Regions from separate parts of the Mus musculus genome. Here region 2 is linked to region 1. A link is a contact called in public HiChIP or PLAC-seq data. All regions are on one chromosome and are shown on one strand. The core of a region is the stretch at or near the end of the contact, and the rest is flanking DNA. Distances in the headings are between cores, read along the strand shown.

Evidence for each region. HiChIP or PLAC-seq counts read pairs in DNA pulled down with a chosen protein or histone mark.
Region 2: an H3K27ac HiChIP or PLAC-seq map of bone marrow-derived dendritic cells shows a contact between it and region 1, with 2.0 times the contacts expected there. The contact joins two enhancer-like sites. A contact is called at or near these places in 2 of 484 Hi-C or Micro-C datasets (conventional dendritic cells and nephron progenitors) and 1 of 115 datasets of contacts at active chromatin or transcription factors (bone marrow-derived dendritic cells).

The regions. Positions count from the first base shown.
Region 1 is chr4:47,836,077-47,841,094 of GRCm38.p6, forward strand. No RefSeq gene overlaps it. Among named protein-coding and RNA genes, the nearest start is that of Gm46853, 120 kb to the right of the region's middle. Within about 2 kb of position 2,560, at least 12 of the 459 cell types and tissues checked have an H3K27ac peak or open chromatin away from gene starts, as enhancers often do. A contact at or near this core is called in bone marrow-derived dendritic cells, where this site is marked.
Region 2 is chr4:47,901,562-47,906,579 of GRCm38.p6, forward strand. No RefSeq gene overlaps it. Among named protein-coding and RNA genes, the nearest start is that of Gm46853, 50 kb to the right of the region's middle. Within about 2 kb of position 2,875, at least 8 of the 459 cell types and tissues checked have an H3K27ac peak or open chromatin away from gene starts, as enhancers often do. A contact at or near this core is called in bone marrow-derived dendritic cells, where this site is marked.

The DNA.
Region 1 (5,018 bases), core at 1,310-3,809:
ATCAGCTAAGACCAGAGGATGAGGGACAAAGTCAGAAGAGACATTCTCTAGAAAACCAAAATGAACTGGGAATGGCTCGGTTGGTTAAAAGCATTGACTGCTCTTCCAGAGGACCCAAGTTCAATTCCCACATCCCACATGGTGCCTCACAATCATCTGCAATTCCAGACATGAAGATCCGATATCCTCTCCTGGCAATAGGCATGCACATGCAGCAGTACACACACATACATGTAGACAAAATGCCCATACACATGAAATAGTAAGAAATATTTCAGTGAATTTAGTAAAACCCTTCAGTGAGTCTGTCTTAATGGTCAAAACTGTAGGAGCTAAACTTGAACATATGATAAACCCTTACAGAAAGGTTAGAATTGATTGACTTGCCCTTAGTCACAGCATCAGGAAGCACTGGAGTTGGGATTGGACTCAGGTCTTTGAAATCCCAGTCAGAAATTCCCCCCAGTCTCATGATCCCCTTCCAAACACAGTGACCTTGATTTAGAACACAGCTATGCCACCTCAGGCAGAGTAGCTGTGACTTGTGCACACATTTCATAGAGGTTATTTGAGCTCCCTTGTGCGTGATCTTCGATTCTTGTCTTAAGCATGTGCATTTTTTAATGACTGGCCCCGGGTCTGTCTCAGAGGCAGAGTGCCTGTTTGTCTCGCAGGTGTCTTCAGGAGATAGTGAGCATTATGGATGAGATGGGCTGGAAAGTAAAGTTCTGGGATCATGGCGTTCCTGTCAAGGGCAGACAAGTTGTTGTTGTGCATAGTTATGGGGCACAATGTGACAAATAGGTTGTGGGGTGATTAACTCCAGCCAATCCATCCTTTGAAACACTTGTGTGTGTAGAAGTGAAGGAGGCAACACTTCAGATTGAATGGCAATGTCCGCTTTAGTGCCACCACAGTCACTACCCGGCAATAGAGCTCAAAACAAAATCAAGTGTGACAGACACTGTGGCCTCGTATGTTAATCCCAGCAACCTGGAGGTGAAGCAGGAGGCTCAAGGGTTCAAAGGCATGCTCAGCTACGTAGCAAGTTTGAGAGCATTGAAGGCTGTGGCAACACACACGTGCGCATGCACACACACACAAGAACAATCCACCATATGTCTCCTACTTGACCAAAGCTCTGTGTCCCCTGGTCACCTTCTCTGTGGCTCCCTAGCCTCAGCCTCTGGCAGCAACCTTCCTCACCACTTCTGAGATTATTTGGCTGGTCCTGTGTGTCATGAGCATAGTCAGGAAGCATCTCGTGGGACACCGTCGTCCTTCCTCAGGACGCAGCGCCTTCTGTTCTTTCTGCTCCCTTACTGTCATCTATTGAGAACTATCACATTCCATCCTAAGTTGGCCCCTGCCACCATCTCCAGGGAAGAAGAAACCGGTAAGCCTTTGGCAACCACTTGGCCTCAAGTCTGATCTTCATCTTGACTATGGCTTACTGGTGAACACAGGTAAGATATTCAAACTGCCCAAAAGTCAGCTGAACCAGCCATAAAAGGTTGTTTTGCTCTCATTTGCATTTTTAACAGAAGGAATGTGTGTGTGTGTGTGTGTGTGTGTGTGTGTGTGTGTGTGTGTGTGTGTGTGTGTAAAGTCTCTAGCTTAGTTATGACACATAGCTACAATAGACTTTAACTGACAGGTAGAACTGGGTGTATTTGTGGTGCACATGACACCATTTGTCATATTACACATTTTTGGAATGGCTAAAAGGAATCATTATGCATGTCGTCTCCCAAGCTTACCTTTCTATGTGGTGGGTACACAACACCCTCACTCTTACCACTGTTCAAGATACAGTCTACCAGTTGTAGTCAGCAAAATGCACAGATCTTTTAGCTCCTCTCGGTCTGCGCTGTGCGACATTTGACCTGTGCCTTCTCAGGCTCCTCATTTCAACTTCAGGTCATAACCATTTTATTCTGTTTCTGTGAGATTAACATTTTTTTTTTAGATTCCATGTGTAAGATCATGTGGTGTTTGTTATTCGGTTCCCAGCTTACTTCTCCAAACATGATAGGCTCCAGGCTTGTGTATGGTGCTGCAAGTGAGAAGATTACTTCTTTTTGAAGGCTGTATAGTACTCTATTGTGTATCTATGCCACACTTCCTTTACCCACTCATCCATGGGTAGATGATTCTATAGGCTGATTCCATATCAACTATTATGAACAACACTGCAGTGAACACAGTGGAGCATACTGATTTTTTTTTTAAAGTATTGATGTTTTTTACCTAAGAGGTCTTCTCCCTTCTCAGAGTCTCATGGCTCTTTGGTGACTTGTCACTAGCTTAATTATGCACCATTTTATAGATTTTCAACAACTAAACAATTTTTCTGTCTTTCCTCCTAGATTACACACACTCCTGACAATGTTCTTAAATCAAATAATACTGTGTCCATTTTCCCCAGGTGTGACACTCTCCCATCAAGTGATCAGCTGAGAGCTGACAGTCTCCCAGTGAGGGATGAAGCTGTCTGTCTGTGCTGGCTCCACATGCCATCACCAAGAGGAAGTGGTATTTGGGCATGACAGATGACAGAGTGACATCATCCATGTCCGTCAGTACTCATTTCATTTCTTCAATTTCAGCAAAGACCTGATAGGAGAGGTTGTTCCTTTCTCGGTGGGGTGACCTGTCTTATTTGTTATTGAAAATAGGGGAAGGATCTCCTCTCCCTGCCCCACTTCAGAGAGCTTCCCACTTCAGTCAGGGCTTTCTGGAAACAGTTAAAGGTCAGTCTCTGAAAACGGGGAAAATCCTGCACCACAGCCGCCCACAGCACCAATCTTTAACGGAATAAAGGAGTTAACGTGTTTTAGGAGCATTAGCAGGCATGGTGGCTCATCCTGAAATTCCAGGACACGGGAGACTGAATTAGGAGAACTGCAGTGACTTAGAGGCCAGCCTAGGACAGAGAGTTAGTTCTAGTTCAGCCCTGACTACAGAGTGGGAACTTTTTACAGCAACAACAAAATCACAAACAAACAAGGCATAACCAGTGCATTGAAGTTCATGTGTTCCTGGGATAATCAGGTAGGTTAACAAATGTCGGTGAGCTATCATTGTCAGGGGTAACAAGTGTCCCCCAACTATCATAGTTATATAAAATCAAATCCAAACAGGAACCAGAATCCAACACTGAAATCTGTGTGTTTCTAAGGCGATCGTAAAAGTCAGCAAGCATTTACAAACTGGATGTCAGGTGGAATTTAAGGAGCTGATAACAGGACCTCATCCTTGTGCTTTCTGTCCAATCACCATGTCCGTTCGTCAGCCAGCCTTCTATGGAGGGCAGTGTCTATGGCTGAGGTAAGTAATCTGCCTACAAGATGATGCCAAGAGGGAAGCAGGGGAGTAGACCCCAGCTTGTCTATCTCAGGAGGTTGTGGTCAGCTACTCCCTTTCCTATCAGCTGTGCTTCGCATAGAGTCACAAGCCAGAGACTGAACAATTAATAACAGACAGCCCCTTCCTCACAGAGAAGCTAACTGTTGTACGATCTCAGGAGGCCAGAGATGGCTCAGCTACTAAGAAGGTCATGGCTCTTGCAGAGGACTGGAGTTCAGTTCCAAACACCCACGCTGGGAAGTCCACAACTGCCTATAACTCCAGCTCCAGGGCGTGGGAGGCCCACTTCTGGCCTCTTAGCCAGTGACTATATGATCAACAACATCAAACCTGAGTGGCTTAGAGAAGAAGGTTTTGAATATGGCACTTTCAGATGCCTGTCGACACACTAGCCAAGCCAGACTGAAGAGAAGACAGCCTTACTTCAGGTTGTAAGAGTTACTCCATATTCCCATTTTTTAGCACAGACCTTTGCTAAGTAGCCATCAGGATTTAACAAGCCAATCTGACCCTTGCAAGCTGTTCTAGCCACTAATCAAAGTAGCTTTGACATTATTTCAAAACATGCACAGTATGTCACTCATGGGCCACCATCTCACAGCCACAACTTTCGAGCTAAATGTGGGGAGTTCTTCAAATTGATCTTTTAAAAAATACTAAATAAACATATTGTAAATTCCCACTTAGGGGAGTGTGATGGGGGTAGAAATTCTAGGATGATTAGGGTGCAGCCAGTCCTAACCTGCTTCCCTCAAGCCTTATCTCTCTTGCCATCCAGTGCAACTGTGTCTGCTGAACCCTATTCTGAGGCCTCTGGAGCATACTGACAACCAAGATGTCAAATGGCCCAGCTACCCTAAATGGCTATTCCTGGTTGTCAACTTGACTATATCTGGAATGAACTACAAGCCAGAATTGGAGAGTTCACCTGTGATCTAGATCTTGAGGCTGGAAGACACAAGTTTCTGACCTAGATCTTGGCATGGAGATCTTGAGACATAGAGGCTATGAAAAGCTTAGTGCGGGAAGTGAGTGTGAAACCCACTTGTTTAGTGCCTTGCCCGAGCATGCGCAGTGAGGCTGCATGCATAGGCTGCCTGCCAGGCTAGACTGTTCCTCTTGATCGGGACCTGTCAGCTTATCTGTGAACGACCTGAGCACGTGCCTGGAGCGTGTGTGAATTCTGATTGGATGAGGTGGGGTGGAGCTAGAAGGAGGTGAGTCGGCTCGAGTAGTGAGTTGTTGTTTAGCCCTTGCCCTAGGTAGAAGCTAGTAGTAGTGAAGAGAGTAGTTTTAGCCCTTGCCGTGAGTAGAAGTAGAGTAAGAGAAGCTGTTGTAATAGGAGTAGTTTAGCCCTTGCCCTAAGAAGAAGCTGTTGGGGAAGAGAGCTGTAAAAGAAAAAGTCCGAAGTAAAGTTGCTGCATGAACCCAACTTGGTGTCTGTGTCGTTCTTGTCGCCATCGGCTCGGAGGACCAACGACAGCTTAGGCCCAGGCAAAGGTGTATAGGCCTTTAATCGCAGGAGACAGAGCCATGCAGATCTCTGAGTTCAAGGTCAATCTAGAGAGCAAGTTCTAGGACAGCCAACCTTAGGCAGTGAGGGAGTTAGAAAACAGAAAGCTGGTAATAGAATAGGGGGGGGGGGTCAT
Region 2 (5,018 bases), core at 1,625-4,124, 66 kb after region 1:
TTTTCTTGTGGTGTCCTTGACCCCTCTGGTGCCTACAATCCTTCCTCCCTTTCTTCCACAGGATTTCCCAAGCTCTGCCTTAGCTGTTGGTCTTTGCAGATGAAGCCTCTCTGATGACAACTGGGCTAGATGCCAATCTATGAATATAACAAGAATACCATTAGGAATCATTTCATTGATTATTATTATTATTATTATTATTATTATTATTATTATTATTTTGCCAGTTAGGTTTCCTCCTAGGTCTGTGGGCTATTCAGTTTCTGGTTCCTGTCTCTCCAGGCAGTGTCAGGGCTGGGCCCCTCCCATGGCATGGGTCTCAAGCTGGATCAGGCATTGGTTGGCCACTCCCACAATTTCTGAGACCCCTTTATCCCAGCACATCTTGCAGGCAGGACAAATTGTAGGTAGAAGGTTTTGTGGCTGGGTTGGTGTCCCAGTCCCTCCACTGGAAGTCTCACCTGGTTACAAGATATGCAAAGAGATCTTTTTAACATTTATTTAAATATTCATTAAAGTGTTTTTTTAATGAATGATATCATTTGGCAATTTCATACCTGTGTGTGTGCATAATGACTGCTCTTCTACCTCGCTCCCCACTTGTCTATCCCTACCCTCTCCACAAATCTTCCTCTCTTACAATCCCATCTCTTTGTTTTGTGGCCCAAAGTTTAACCAGGGCCATCTGTGTGATGGTTTTGGAGCTGTACATCCCAAATCAACACTGACAGAGCAAAAATTAAGAAACCTCAAAGAGGCTGGAGATCTCCTGACGTGGTTGAGAGCAGCGGCTGAGTCTTAGGGAAGGTAATGAGGTTGACTCTTCAGGACCCCTTCTGCTTCAGGGATTCTTCCAGAACCTCAGTCAACTTTTCTACCTAATTTTATGTTCATAATGTGAGATACGTATTCTAAAGGAAAATCCCCAAATTATATACATGATATATTATTTGGAATATGTTGTTAGGAGGTAGTTTCCTGAGTTTAGCCATCTCAGGAATGAGTGCCACCTTGCCGGTAGGATCAAAACTGAATCCAAGTACCAAGGCTTCAGAACCCAACTCCTATCCTGCTTCTTCAAGATGTTTGATGTTTGTCTGTTAACCAATAAAGGGTGTAAAGAAGGAAGCGTTAAGTTCCTTGCTTAACCCCCTGTGTCAAAATATGATTGGTCAATGCAACATCATACCCACTGCCGTCCTCTGAGAATCCGGGCAAATACGTACCGTGGGTCTCGGGTCTTGCCAGAAATGGCCAAAGTATCACAGCTCTCAGAAGGGAAACCCATTGCAGGGTAGGTAGCCCGGTCCCAGGTCTTGCCTGCTATCTTGGCAGCGCCAGTGCCAGCAGCATGGATAGTGACGGCAGCTGGCAGGCGGGTCCAAGGTCCAGTGATGAGTGATTCAGGAAAGAAAACTCTTCCGCAACGTGTTACAGTTCCATAAAACAGCCATTCTCAGATGACGCCCAGTGAAATAACCTGTGCACTTTATTCCATGTGGATAAGGACTTTATAGACACTGAGAAATTTGGATTGAGGATGGGATTCAGGGGAAGATGTTTCCCATTGGCTCAGTCTGAGATGCTAGTGATGCTCTGTTTGCATGGGGAAGGACTTCAGGGGTTTTCCTTACCGTGACTGATTGTCCTGGTTCTCTTGGTGGGGTGTCAAGGTTACTGTTCTAGAGAAGGCAGAGTTAGTTAGGCAGGGAGTTGGCCCCACTCATATTGTTCTCAATTCTAAGTTACACTGAGTTTGGACTCACTCAACCTTACTAGTTCTTCTGTCTGGTGGCTCGGTCCACTTGCCCCACATGTGCTTTGTGTTTTGTCCTATAAAAATGTTGTACAGTTTCCCTTGAAGGCCAGATCCTGAACTGGCTGCCTCCCGGAGTGCTCAGAAAATAAAACTTTCATTTTTAAGCTTCCGTATCTGAAGTGAGTTTTCTCAGCTTCCATCTTGAATCCAACAATGTAATATAATAGATAATAAAATTACCACGGATAAAAAAAAATGAATAAAGCAGCCACCACTTAAGGACACTATGGGGCAACATGAAAAATATCACAACTGTTGCTAAGGTGGGTGGCTGAGGCAAGGTTGGACCCACATGAAAAGCTGGCCTGAGAAGAGAATGAGGCTGACACTTGGTGGAGAATGGCGTTTGTGTAAAGAAAGCTTCCTCCCACTGTGGGTTCAGCATCTCCAGGTTTCATTTATGGATGCTGTTTGAGGCATGTGTTTGCTTTAAACAGTGCTTCTTGACTGTTAAGGTGACCACACACACACACACACACACACACACACACACACACACTGCTTGTATACATATAGAGACATACAAAATGCTCACATGCTTATATGCATATAAAGTTGTACATGATCTCGAAACACAAGTTCATTATGTCAAAAATGGATTATTTTTTTAAGTTACAAAGATCAAGTCTGATTCCTCCACCAACCTACCATGTGTTCCACTTTATTCTACATTTCAAGAAACCCAATGCTTAACTTGATGTAAGCAAACAAAACAGCCATCTGCCTGTTGCCAACAGTTATATTTTAAAACTTCCTTTAAATTTTTAAATAAAAATAGTTGTTATCCAGTATAATATTCCTAAGATTTTTCTAATCTACCCCCATGGCAACTGTTATTGCTATGTTAGTCTATGAAACTGAGAAGTATACCACCATTTATTATGGAGCAGTTTATACATAGAAATTAATCATTAGCTAAATGACTATCTGCAGGTCTCTCAGCTTCAGGCCTGTCAGGAGAGAGCTGTCAGTTTTTATTGTTTGGGTCATGAAGGTTTGGTTTCCTCTTCTCTGTTCCAGATAATTTTGTTGATGTTTCTTTTTCTAGAAAGTTTCTTATGTTATACAGATGTTTTAAAACTTTACATGACATGCGTCAATGATTATTTTAATAATCTCATATCTGATTTTCATTTCCTCAAATACACTTTGAAAATTTTTAAAATCTTTACCATTTCTTAGAAGAAAACTCTTTAGCTTATTATGTGGTTCCTCATTTTTTTTCCATTTTATAATTCATTGGTACTCTTTTATCTATTCTAAATTTTCTGAAGTATGAATGATCTGTTAGTAGATGTCAAAGGATCTTGGCATGGGCTGCAAGAGAGGCAAATTGAGACACAGCCGTAACAGTAATACACGATATATAACATATAATTAGAACTGTGAGTGGAAGGCTAAGCTGTTCTTCTAATCGTCACCTCAAATACACCATTTATCAAGATAAAGTTAAACTTAAGCTTAAAATTACTTCTGCATTTTCATTTAAAGAGTGATCCAAAGTATGATACTTTATATATGTTTCGTGTCTGTTCAGACAATCTTATGCCCATCCAAGATAAACAGGTAAACATAGCAGAAATTGACAAGCGGCAGCAGAGTTTCAATTTTGTGGAGCTGTTTCTTCCCAGTTAAAGCTTCCCTGAGGGAGAGAGAGGCACACACACACACACACACACACACACACACACACACACACACAGAAACACACACACAGAGAAACACATACAGGCACACACAGACACACACACCGAAACACACACACACAGAGACACACAGACACAGACACAGACACACAGACACACACACACACACACACACACACACACACACACACACAGAAACACACACACAGAGAAACACATACAGGCACACACAGACACACACACACACAGACACACACACACACACACACACACACACACACAGAGAGACACACAGACACAGACACAGACACACACACACACACACACACACACACAGAAACACACACACAGAGAAACACATACAGGCACACACAGACACACACACACACACACACACACACACACAGAGACACACAGACACAGACACACACACACACACACACACACACACACACACACACGGCTCAGCAGGATGACAAGACTTATTCACGAGGCTCCCTTGGGTTCTGCAAGGTGTGAATAATTGCTGGAGCAGATGCCTGATAGGGTAGGTGCTTGCAAGTTCTTTAGAAATGGGGCTTTCCAGCAATACAGATCCAGTCCCCTGTAAGTCATAGCTCACTCATGCCTCTGGCAAAGCTCCAATCAAAAGCAGTGCACAGTGACAGTTACACTACACGGCCCCTCTTATGGATGAAGATACATCTGGCTAAGGCCGTGGTATGCCCAGAGCAAACTTGCTCATGTAAAGGAGAAATTAGATGGATGTTAGGGGGATAACATACGATACCCTCTACGTTAGCCTCCAAATTAGCAAGTAAACTGGAGTAAAGGACATGAGTCATGGGTATTGGCTTGTCTTTCCTTACAGCAGGTGGGGCACAATGCAAAGAGAGTACAAATCTGATCTGTGTTAGAGAGACCTTCTAACATCCAAAAGCCTGGCATCCCTGGTGAGAATTAGCAGAGAGAGAGAGAGAGAGAGAGAGAGAGAGAGAGAGAGAGAGAGAGAGAGAGAGAGAGAGAGAGAGAGAAGTGGAAGTGGTGGACACCCCGGGCTCAACTTTTAATATATAGGAAAAAGGAAATCCATGATTCAGCATGTAGACTGGGACCTCAATAATGACCCAACACAGGAAAATATTTTAAGTATGGAAATTTTGCCTCTGAGCTACATGAGTTTTAAATAAGAAACAAAAAAGACCCTCTCACTCTGGAGTCTGTAGGACATGGGAAAAAAGGAGGGGGTCCTTTTATGAACTGTGTAAGAAGAGAAACTGACTAATGTTCAGTAATCCCTCCTTGGGAAAACGGCAACATAATCTGAAGCCATAAGAAGAAAAATTAAGCTGGGTGTGGTGGCACCTGCCTTTAATTCCAGCACTAGGGAAGACTAACAGATATTACTTAGGCACATATGAGGGGTGGTATTTGATGCCCAGTGTGTGGGACTAGAAAAGATTGTATTCACAATCTTTAAGGAATGAGTTAATTCAGCAGGGATCTTGGGACTGGTGTGTCTCCTGGTAGGACACAATCTTGATAAGATACGA